Linked DNA regions of Mus musculus: all the other regions are linked to region 1. A link is a contact called in public ChIA-PET data. All regions are on one chromosome and are shown on one strand. The core of a region is the stretch at or near the end of the contact, and the rest is flanking DNA. Distances in the headings are between cores, read along the strand shown. Region 1 overlaps Efl1 (elongation factor like GTPase 1). Region 2 overlaps Tmc3 (transmembrane channel-like gene family 3). Region 3 overlaps Stard5 (StAR-related lipid transfer (START) domain containing 5).

Region 1 (3,684 bases), core at 1,113-3,612:
TGATTGGTATAAAAATGCCATTCATAGGGACAGAGCCTCTCTCTGTCTCTCTGTCTCTGTGTCTAAGTCTCTCTCCCTGTCCCTCTGTCTGACTCTAAGTCTCTCTCCTCCTCCTCCTCCTCCTCCTCCTCCCTTCCACCCGGGGCTGCCTGGCGTCGGCGTCCGCCATCGAGGGACCCATCCCGGCTTCCACGAGTCCCGCAGCCCCCGGTTCTCCCTTCTCCTTCCTTCTCCTCCCTTCTCCTGCTTCCTTCTTCCATCCCGGCCTGCCTGGCCTCTGCCGTGGCCCGCGCAGCTCGGGTCTCTGTGTCTGTCTGTCCCCCTGTCCCGGTTCTCCCTTCTTCCCTCTTCCTTCTTCCATCCCGGCCTGCCTGGCCTCTGCCGTGGCCCGTGCAGCTCGGGTCTCTGTGTCTGTCTGTCCCCCCCTGCCTCCCTCCCTTCTCCTTCCTTCTTCCACTTTCTTCCACCCAGGGACCAAGCCCGAGTCCAAGTCCCGCGCAGTCTGGGTCTCTCTGTCCCACTGTCCCCCTGTCCCGGTTCTCCCTTCTTCTTCCATCCCGGCCTGCCTGGTCTCTGCCGTGGCCTGTGCAGCTCGGGTCTCTGTGTCTGTCTGTCCCCCTGTCCCGGTTCTCCCTTCTCCTGCCTTCTTCCACTTTCTCCCACCCGGGGACCAAGCCCGAGTCCGTGTCCCGCGCAGTCTGGGTCTCTCTGTCCCACTGTCCCCCTGTCCCGGTTCTCCCTTCTTCCATCCCGGCCTGCCTGGCCTCTGCCGTGGCCCGCGCAGCTCGGGTCTCTGCGTCTGTCTGTCCCCCTGTCCTGGTTCTCCCTGCTCCTGCCTCCTTCTTCCATCCCGGCCTGCCTGGCCTCTGCCGTGGCCTGCGCAGCTCGGGTCTCTCTGTCCCCCTGTCCCCCTGTCCCCCTGTCCCGGTTCTCCCTGCTCCCTGCTTCCTGCTTCCTTCTTCTCCCCGGGGACCAAGCCCGAGTCTGCATCCGACCGAGACGCACCATCCCGGCTTCCGTGCGTCTCGCTGTCCCCGGGTCTGTGTCTGTCAACCTCCCAAATAAAAAAAAAATAAAAAATAAAAAAAATGCCATTCATTGTCAATTGCTTGGTTTCTGAGCTCAAATGGTCTCTTAACACCATTTTGGTCATCGTATTAAAAATAGTGACTGAAGCATTTAAATAGTTATAGGAATCCAGTCACACTTTTCTCATTGGATTTCATGCCCAGAGATAATTCTGCTTGTAATTCCAGAGGCCATACCTCTCACACTGCATGGTGGGGGTTGTCACTGGGGGGCACATTTTGGACTCTTGTTATCTTTTATATGCATTTTTTTCTAATTTTGTCCTTTTAATTAGCAGTTAAATATTCATGGTATCATTACTAAGCATGCAAATTGTTGTGGCTTTGGGTCAAGTTGTGATCGGTGGGTGAACTTAAGGAGTTTTGGTTTTGTAGGCCGAGTCTATGCCGTGCTGTCAAAGCGAGAAGGTCGAGTGCTTCAGGAAGAGATGAAGGAAGGGACGGACATGTTCATCATCAAGGCTGTGCTGCCTGTAGCGGAAAGCTTTGGCTTTGCGGATGAGATCAGGAAGAGGACCAGCGGACTGGCCAGCCCACAGCTGGTGTTCAGCCACTGGGAGGTGAGATGCAGCCCCACCTTCCCGAGAGCCAGGCAGAGGCTACGTGAAGCTGGCTGTTACTGGCATGGGGCCCAGGCAAGGGGCCTGTGAAAGCCAGCTCACAGCACCAACCCAACGAGCACTCTGTCTATAACGTAAATCGGAGTTACAGGGCATTTAGTCCATTCTTCTCTTGCTGCAGACATACGTTAAGTTAAAGAAAAATGACAGCACTTTTGAATGTGAAACTCGAACGCTTTTCCCTTGGGGGTAGGAGGATGGGGAGAGATTCTTCCAGCATCAAGGGGAGAACTCTTGAAGGGAGATCTGCAGTTTGTCTTTATAAGCTCCTGCTCACCACAGCCTTTCCTTGACCACAGCATGGAGTCAAGCACACAGCAAATTTTTGTGCAGTCACAAAAGGACACTCAGTAGGTGCACTGCAGGGAAGAGAAGGGTGTTGTTAGTACCGTGTTCTGAGTGTGTGGGAGGCATGGGGTAGGCCTTCCTTAAAGGAGACTTAGCCATTAACTAGCAGCGAGAACACTCGGCCAGGAAAACTGAGGAAGGAAAAGCCTAAAGCCCAAGAGAGGCTGTCTCAAAACAGCAGTGCTTTCTTGTTTGTAGGAAACCTCGGTAATTCTAGCTCCCTCCTTCCGCGATAGAGTGTAGCCTGGGAGTGTTACTGTCTGCTGGGCTGGTGGTTACGTGCTGTCTCTGCTGCTTACTGGGACAGTGCAGAGACTTCACTTCTGGGATAATTTATGTGGAGCCACCACCTCGAGCCCTGTGTTGTAGGCTTTGCTGCTGGCCAGGGCTCCTTTCTATGTCTGCACTTCTCTCACTTCCTGCAGCTTGATGGCGTTCTTTCTCTAGAATTCTTTAAACACAGAGCTTACATTTACACGATTAGTGAAAAATGGAAATAATTGAGGCAGACCTTTCTCTTTAAACTGTGATCAGCAAAGTAAGAAGTAAGACTTTGAACAGGCACATCTGCTTTAATTCAGTAGTCCCTGTCACCTGGATAGGTGTATGCAGTTTCCAGCCCAGAGCGCTGGGTGTCTGCTTTCCCCATGAAAGTCCAGTCCATGATGCTTGATAGAACCAAACAGTGCTCACACTTAGCTGCATCTCTTTAGTTAGCATGTTTTACAGTCACTCAAGATTTCTCTTGACTTTTACACTTTTGAATGCTAAATGATGTTCTGATGAGTTCCTTCATTGCCTTTTTACCAAGTAGCCTTCATCTTTGTTTCTCATTGTGTCGAAAACATCTAGGGCACTGTTAACCTTCAGCTTATAGTTAACCATTTCCTGTTTATCCAAAATTCTAGCCTTTGAGCTTGGGTTTGGTTTCTTACATCAAACACGAAGCAGTAAAAGAAAGAAGTAGATTTTAAGTGGCAGTGCCTGGAGGGCAGGAGCTCTGCTGGGGTCCTGGGGTCCTAGTGGCCGGTATGTGGTGACTGGGCTGTGCACCTAGACACTGTCTGTGACTGAGTGAGACGATTCTGCTTCTGGGTAGTGACCTTGAGAGGTGCTGCCCCGGTCTCAGTGGTGCTGCCCTTGCTGAGCGCAGCTGTCAGAACTCAGCCTTCTGACATCATAGATGACAGTCATCCAGCTCACAAGGCTGGCCTTGGTCAACACTGGCACAGGAAAGTGGGTTATAGTGTCTCTGATCTAACAGAGGGTATTGGGTACATAAGGCCTGGGACTTTCTATAAACAGAGCCTTAAGTAAGCCTTCAGAGCTGTTACACTGTCATTGTCATTGGATGAGCAATCTATCATATATTTTATTTTCATTTTAAAAGCTCATGAAAGGACCAAGGTATGAATAAGTTTCTCAGGTTGGCTATGCAGCCACAGCTGGTTTTGGATCCCCGACCCTTCCGCCTTCCCTCCTCAGCTAATAAGGTTATATGTTTACACCACCAGGCCTGACCAGAAAAAAAATATATACTGAGTCTTCCTTTGAAACTTATTTTATTGAGTCTCTTTAAATTTGTATGAATGGGTCTAGAAAGAAGGCTCAGGGGGTGAAAACATGGC
Region 2 (3,701 bases), core at 179-2,678, 840 kb after region 1:
GTGAGCATGGGTATGTTTTAGCTGGTGTCTTGTAAGTGTGGTCACCTCTAGTCAAATGGTAAGGGGAAAGGAAGGAGAGAAGAGAGGAACAAAGAGTGGGGAAAAATTGTGACTGGGGATGGAGAAAGAGACAGGGTAGAGAGGGAAAGAGAGAGAAGTATGGTCACCTGGGGAGAGAGAATGATCCCTCCAAAGCAAATGTGGCAGCTCCTTCATTTGTCCAAGCTGGATTCTTAAAAACATAAATTACCTACCTCCCTCCCTCCCTCCCTCCCTCTCTCCCTCCCTCCCTCCCTCCCTGCCTGCCTTCTTCCTTCCTTCTCTTCCCCTCTCAACAGGAAGCTGCTACTAAAAACATAACAAGCCACTGGGCAGATGCTCCCACCTTCTCTGCCACCAGGACAGTGCCTGAAGAAGGGCAGTGGCCCACACCTGGATCAGGAGCGGAGCTCAGGAGAAACACTAGCACATGGGTCGTAGAAGAGACAAGCTTTCTGACTTCTATCACGCCACATACAAAGGCCAACAAGACAGTGCCCTACATGCAGGGCCCACAAGGCCAGTGCTGGGAGACATATGTCGGCCAGGTGTTTTCCTCTGCCCTTTGAGAAGTCCCAAACACTTCACCCTGGGAACACTCTTGGGCATCACTGTCCCTTTTTCATAGAAGAAGAATATGGAATCCAGTGAGGTTTTAATATTCTGTGCTCCAGGATTCAAAATTAATCCTAGTGATCAGAGCAAAGTTACTGTCGAGCAGTGACTAAGCAAGGCCCTTGTCAAAGGTCATCATCAACCTCATAGGCACATCTGGTTAAGAGCTTGTGTTTCAGAGCCTCAGACCTTAGGGTCTTCCTAAGATTTACGTAGTAGTGTCTTTGCCTTGGATCTTGAATCCCAAACCCAAACACCCATGATATATAGAAACCCCTCCCTCTGCCTCTGTGCTCTATAGAGATATGAAGGGGAAACATAAGAGGGCTCCTGGCTCTGGCTCCATGGAAGGGACAGAGACAGGGAAAACCAGGAAGAGAACTGTGGAGATGATAGGAGGGAGGATTGTGGGGGGTCAGGACATGGTGGCAGCAGGACCCAATGTGTTGCAGGAGATGCTGAAGCTGTCTGTCATCGACATGCTCTTCACTGTGGCCAGCATCCTCCTCATAGACTTCTTCCGAGGACTTTTTGTTCGCTACCTAAGTGACTATTGGTGTTGGGACCTTGAAAGCAAGTTTGTAAGTAAAATCCTTCCCCCAGTATTTCACTTGCGGAAGGTTCTAGAAGTAAACCCATCTCTTCCTGTTGGCTTGTCTGTGAATCAGGTGGGCATGCGTCATACAGCTTTTTCTGGGGAGTCTACTTTTGTTCATCTCAAATAGAGGGAAACAGACCCAGGAAGTGGTTCTATTCAAGTCTAGCTTAGTGAACCTACAAGAGTCTTGGAGTTACTTACAAAAGCATGGGTGAAGGGTTACTTACAGACACATGGGTGACTCAGACAGCTACTTCACTAAAATGCCAATGCCAGCATGGGTGATGTGAGCAAAGCTTGCTGCGCAACTTGTAGGCAGCTCCACTAAAGAATCTTTCCTTTCCTTGGGAACTGCTTGCATAGCCTAGGGCAGGCCCTTCTGAGCCTTGGACATTTCCTGAGCCTTAAGTCTTGACTTTCCTAATTCTCCTGACCCTCCTTTCAGAAGGGAATGCTTCAGTCTAAGAAAATAGCTACATAAGAGCATGGTCCAGGGAGTGAGGCAGAGATACCACAAAGGGGATTCACGAGGAAAGAGGAGAGGCCATGCTCCACTGAGCTCCTGCCCCAGGCTTTTATTACACCATTTGCTGAGAGCCAGCTAGACAGTGATCTCTGAGTATCTATAAGAGCGAAGAAGTTGGTACAAATGGCCATCGTGCACTACTGTGCACAAAGGACTTTATGACTTCTTTCTTAATGCAAATGCTTGTCTCTAACAGCCTGAATATGGAGAATTCAAGATTGCCGAGAATGTGCTGCACCTTGTCTACAATCAAGGCATGATTTGGTAAGGACAATGCTGCATCTCAGCTTTTCTAATGTCATCTGAGCTAAGGTTTCAGTGGGCCCAGAGGGACCTATACACAATGCCAGCCCTAACCCTAACCCTAACCCTAACCCTAACCCTAACCCCAATAGGGTGACAAATTCTTGAGTGAGGTGATTTTAGTAGTGACTTCCTGAGGATTTTACAGAAAAGAATGACAGAGGGAGTGGCTCCTTTTTAAACCACTTTTGGTCATAGCCCCTAAAGCACCTGCATAGGAAGTAGTAGAATCCTTCATCTGGGAAGGAGGTAAGCAAGCAGAAGACTGCTTCTTGCCAAGGTGTCAGGACCTCTGTGGTTACATTGGAGCACTTAGAGACAGACCGTTCTTGGGCATTTCCCATTATTCCTTTCATGTAGACACTAGCCTCAGATGGAGGCCTATTCTTCTGAATAGCTCGCACATCCTGAAGGGTGACCAGGATCCTGGCAAGACCTTTTGACTGGGACACCTCCAGCCAAGCAGATCCTGTTCCTATGGACACCAGGGCATTGGCAGAGGTCATCTTGCCATTCTTTTCTCAGTAGTGGGTGGGGACCTCCCACTTTACCTATGGGACCACAAATGGCGCCGTAGGTCCAAATAATGTTAGACAAAGAAAATGAAGAAGCTTGGGTATTCTGTACATTCAGAAAAACAACTTCCGACATCTGTCACAGACTGCATAGGGAACCCAGTTGTATAAATCAAATTGTTGTAACCATATGTACTATTTATTTAATATGTGCTAGATCCCTGGAATACTGAGCTAAATTTTTCACTGCAACTCTTTCAAGTAATTGCAGTCTTTGTATGCAGTAAAAGATGATGAAGAGAGGCACGAGAGACATGTCTGCCATAAGAGAGCAAACGACTGCTCTTAAAACACTTATTAAACATTTCATTTTCCTGCCACTAAATATGAATTTCACCAGAATAGGTTCAATTGCATATTCAATACAAATTGATTTTTAACTAAAGTGGAGGTCCTGGGCTTTGTTGTACCTTTGACATTTGTGCCTTGGCTAGATGTCCTGGCTTGTTTGAGATAACTGAGTACTCTCAGCTCATTAATTCTGCTCTTAGAAGTGTCCACATCTAGACACCAGGTCACTCTTTGGGTAATATGTGTTTGAGCAAATTGATTTGTTTCCCCAGGTTTGCCTTCCTGATCTACTATCTTGGTAATCTACTCTTCCTTTCACAGTTTCAGATGATTAAGTGGACTAACACATGTGAGGTGCCTGAGAACAACAACCGACAAAAGTTGGGGATGTTTGACCTTTGTTAATTCAGTCTGAAATGCAGTAACTTATTAACTTAGTTCTTATCCCAGACCTGCAAAGTCTAGAGTTTATTCCAGGACCTGATTCTCCAGTGTCTTCTTCTCCCCAGAGGAGGCCTTTCCTTTTCCTGAATGAGGAGAGAGATGAACACATCACCACCACCCACCTTCAGGGACTCATCATCCCTCTGGAATGTGCAGACTGGGTCTTGTACCTTCAGAAGTTTCTTCGGTTCTTGAAGTGCAGGGTGTACACGGAATGTCTCACACCCTTGCTCCACCATGGGGTATCTGGTATGCAACCCTGAATGTGAACACACAGAGACTTACTTGACCTTCTTCCATTTCAGGATGG
Region 3 (3,680 bases), core at 1,163-3,662, 870 kb after region 1:
CTGGCCTAGATGCCGGGCTCAGTCTTACGCAGCCCTAGATCTTCAAGGAAAGCTTGGTGATTGGAAACCACCAACAAGCTCTTGTGTCCCATCCTCTTCCCTTGTCGAGTTGAGATTTTGTGCCATAGGGTTTAAAATGGGGAGACCACATACCAGGGCTTTATCATGTGTGTCCCAGATTTTTGTCAGTGCTGTTTTTATCTCTGCTGATCTCAGCTTGTGCTGTGGACATGCAGATAGCAGCTAATCTCTTTGTAAGTCAGTTTGTCAAGTCATGGGAGCATCTAACCATATGGTTGCTTTCTGGGGTTCCTGCCTTCTGGGGAGCAGAGTCCAGTCATTCCTCTGTATCTGCCCCTGGGGAAGGTGAGGGACACAGCCTCCTTTCTTTGGGCTGAAATCTGAGCGAGGAGTCTTTCTTCTTATATTCTGGAATGTTCTTTCTTCCCAAATTCTTAAAGGGTTGGAGAAAACTGTGTGTGGTAGTGAGTGCATGTGTGTGCGTGTATCTGAGCATGTGTGTGGGGGTGTGGGGGATTGGGGTGAGGATGCACGGGTGTGAACTGGAGTGAGTGTAAATGTAAGGAAGGAAGTTGACTGGGAAGCTGGGCTTCAGGCACTTGGCCTGTGCAGGCGCAGGATCTTCAGTGCTGGCGGTGGAGACCCTGCTGTCTGCAGGTGAGTCCACTGACTTCATGTCTGTCTTCCAGCTACCCATGTGGAACATCCATTGTGTCCCCCAAAGCCCGGTTTTGTGAGAGGATTTAACCATCCATGCGGGTGCTTCTGTGAACCACTGCCAGGGTAAGGAAAGTGGGTGGAGAATTTTGTCTTAGACCCAACCATAACACCACTGTGAACTCAGAAAACAGGCACTTCAACTGTAATCTACAAAAATAATATCAATGTTACAAAATGCACTGTCACACATAGGCTTGCATGACATGATGTGCCACTCTTGGTGGCACCTGGCAGAGGGGTAAGGAGGTGTTACCTGGATTTAGCTTTTGTTGTTGTTGAACTCAGAGATCTGCCTACAGGTGCTGGGGTTAAAGGCATGTGCAACCACCAGGTGCCCAGCCTCACAGGACAGGTCAGGCAAATGTCCCAGTGCCATTAGGCAAATAAGCAAGCTGAGGGTTAGGACAGTTAAGTTATGCGTCCACAGTCAAAGTCCAGGAGCGCAGTGTACTGCCTGAGCTCCAGGTCTTCTGGACTCTCTGAAGATATCCACCAGACTAAAGTAGCTCCAAGAACAAATTCCCCACCCTATGTTCACGCAGCGACCACCTTCCTGTACAAGAAAGGCGGCAGATCTCAGGGCATGGAGGATAGTTCTGAGACCATGCTGTGAATCGGCCCTGGAAAGAAGCCCAAGAGCCCTAAATCACTCACAGATACGGCCAGGGTTTTCCTGAGAGCTCTCTGGGTAATGAGTTACCCTAAGGCCCCAGGTTTATAATGAGCAGCACCCAAGTTAACAGTGAGAGAGATTGCACCTGCTCATGGGTCCCTGCACATAGCCGGAGGGGAAGGTGTGGCCTTCCCCACACAGTTCCAGGAGGCAGGTCTCAGTGCCTAGATTACTAAAACCCAGACAGAGCACCCCCACCTAACACCATGTCTGCTAATCTGGCTCTCCAAACAGCTCTGGGAAGGCTTTTCTTAAATGTCACAAATTTTTTGAGTTTGACAGTGGTAAAGCATGGACGCGTGCGCGCACACACAACTTTATTCCCAGTGCAGAGGAGACCAGACCCTCTGATGTGGGCCTATAAAACTACCCTTGACCACTTTTCATTGCCATGTTCCCAACAGTCAGATGCTGAGACCTGCCTTGCCCTTCCAGGCTGCCGGGCATATTTCAAGGAGGGTCTAGACAAGTAAGAGCCGTTTCTCCTTGAAGCTGAGGCTTAGGGCTGGCTTGGGGAACACACAGTCTGCAAGCTTCAGGCTATGTAACAGTGGTGATGGTACAAGCTCTATAAGAGGGATGGGTGGGCCAGAGAGGTTAAGTAGCTACCCCAAGACCATGAATAGACCCAACAAGTAAAAAGCCACACTTAAACCCGGCCAGGTGGTTTTTATGTTGACTATCTTTGTTTTTCTCTTTTTTAAAAAACAGATAAAAGACATGTGTTCTCTGAGTGCTTAATTCTGATGGGGTGGGAGAAGATAAACAAGGCACAAATTAAAGAAATTATGTTATACATACACTAGACATTGCTTACTACAAGCTAAGTGCTGTATAGAAAACTAAAGGATGATGAAAGGACCTGGGGTCTGGTCGGAGTGAGTCACCGCACAGATCACCAAAATCCCCCTGGTTGGAGCCTCGATTGGCACAGTGGCCTGTGCAGGTGCAAGGTTCCTCTTGGTGAGAGGGTGTGGCCACAAGAGGACTGGCATGGGAGGAAGCCACTGTGTTGGCTCAGTGGAGCCAGAAGAGAGGCTAGAAGAAATCATTGAGGAAGCAGGGCCAGGCCCCTCTAGACATTTTGGGAGCTTTAGAGAGGTCTGAGCAGCCATGCCATGACTTCAGTGTAAACTGCTTTGTGCCCAGAGTAGAAGGAGCTGTGAGTCAGGGCAAGAGGCCACACTGGGGAGCAAGACTGTGTTCAGATCAGATCTGAGGTGTCTGGGCTCAGACTATCTGTGACAGAGGAAAAGCATCTCAGAGGGCAGGAGAGTCTGTGGAGGAGGCAGCACCAGAGCTGCATTTGTGATGTGCCTACTGTATGCAGGGAGCATTCTCTGTGTTCTGCCTACTGTATGTATGTAAGTTCCGCATGTATTCTGATGAGTATGTCAGGCAAACTCCTGGCTTTCCTGTAAAGACAGCCGTGGTGCCTCTGAGGCCCCTTTTATCCACTTTTACTTACTCTGTGTGTCTTTCCCCACGTGGTTTGTCTCTTCTGTGATGTTCTCCCATCAAGCCCAGGGCTCCCCAGAGAGAAACATAGTCACTAACTCAGATTTCTTACTTATCTGTTCAAGTTTCCAAAGAGAACACAGCTGAGTGACTATGAGGGATAGCTTGAGCTTGGGGTGAGGGTGGGGGTGGCGTATGGGCAGAGAAAGTACCCCAGAATCAGTGGGAGGTGGGGAGGGAGAGAGAACATGGAATCTGACGGAGGATTTGTTCCCTCTCCCTCTGTATTTCCCTCTCTCCCTCCCCCTCCCCTCCCCTCCTCCTTCTGGCTGTCTTTCTCTGCACAGGGGTAAACTGATAAACAGCTCCTTATACACAAAGCCCAGGAGGGGTTGGGGGGATGGGCTGTCAGTAGCCATAAGGAGAATCTGCACCTAGCTGTCCTACCAGCTCCCCAATGTGTTTGTAGCAACTGTGCCGTGTGTCCCCTAGAGGCTATGCTATCATCCACAACAAGGAGGCTGAGAGGAGTCCTGGGCACTGAATCTAGAGCAGGAGTAGAAGTGACCACCATGTCTGGACCACTTCTGCTGGTCATGGCTCTGAGCTAGATGCTTCCATGGTACATATCTAACCCGCATCTGCTATTTCTTCAGGGATCCCAACAAAACCAACCTGGTCACATTCTTTCAGACAGACCTGAGTGGCTACCTCCCTCAGAGTGTGGTGGACTCCTTCTTCCCTCGAAGCATGGCTGAGTTCTACCCCAACCTTCAGAAGGCAGTGAGGAAGTTCCATCACTGACAGT

What was found. ChIA-PET counts read pairs in DNA pulled down with a chosen protein or histone mark.
Region 2: an RNA polymerase II ChIA-PET map of memory CD8 T cells shows a contact between it and region 1, with 6 read pairs. The contact joins two enhancer-like sites. A contact is called at or near these places in 2 of 115 datasets of contacts at active chromatin or transcription factors (embryonic stem cells and memory CD8 T cells).
Region 3: an RNA polymerase II ChIA-PET map of memory CD8 T cells shows a contact between it and region 1, with 78 read pairs. The contact joins two enhancer-like sites. A contact is called at or near these places in 6 of 39 promoter capture datasets (the HPC-7 cell line, cranial neural crest, hippocampal neurons and 2 more), 13 of 115 datasets of contacts at active chromatin or transcription factors (T-cell acute lymphoblastic leukemia, acute myeloid leukemia, bone marrow-derived macrophages and 8 more) and 1 of 9 other capture datasets (liver).

Annotation. Positions count from the first base shown.
Region 1 is chr7:82,770,994-82,774,677 of GRCm38.p6, forward strand. It overlaps Efl1 (elongation factor like GTPase 1), which reads left to right. Exons shown (of 20, transcript NM_175317.3): 19 at 1,464-1,648. Among named protein-coding and RNA genes, the nearest start is that of 4933406J10Rik, 17 kb to the left of the region's middle. Within about 2 kb of position 2,363, at least 46 of the 459 cell types and tissues checked have an H3K27ac peak or open chromatin away from gene starts, as enhancers often do. A contact at or near this core is called in memory CD8 T cells, where this site is marked.
Region 2 is chr7:83,608,738-83,612,438 of GRCm38.p6, forward strand. It overlaps Tmc3 (transmembrane channel-like gene family 3), which reads left to right. Exons shown (of 23, transcript NM_177695.4): 13 at 339-587; 14 at 1,107-1,235; 15 at 1,975-2,042; 16 at 3,697-3,701. It overlaps Gm16638 (predicted gene, 16638), which reads right to left. Exons shown (of 4, transcript NR_166697.1): 2 at 3,514-3,650. Among named protein-coding and RNA genes, the nearest start is that of Gm16638, 21 kb to the right of the region's middle. Within about 2 kb of position 1,429, at least 21 of the 459 cell types and tissues checked have an H3K27ac peak or open chromatin away from gene starts, as enhancers often do. A contact at or near this core is called in memory CD8 T cells, where this site is marked.
Region 3 is chr7:83,636,894-83,640,573 of GRCm38.p6, forward strand. It overlaps Stard5 (StAR-related lipid transfer (START) domain containing 5), which reads left to right. Exons shown (of 6, transcript NM_023377.4): 5 at 711-804; 6 at 3,529-3,680. The coding sequence ends at 3,676. Among named protein-coding and RNA genes, the nearest start is that of Stard5, 6.7 kb to the left of the region's middle. Within about 2 kb of position 2,413, at least 46 of the 459 cell types and tissues checked have an H3K27ac peak or open chromatin away from gene starts, as enhancers often do. A contact at or near this core is called in memory CD8 T cells, where this site is marked.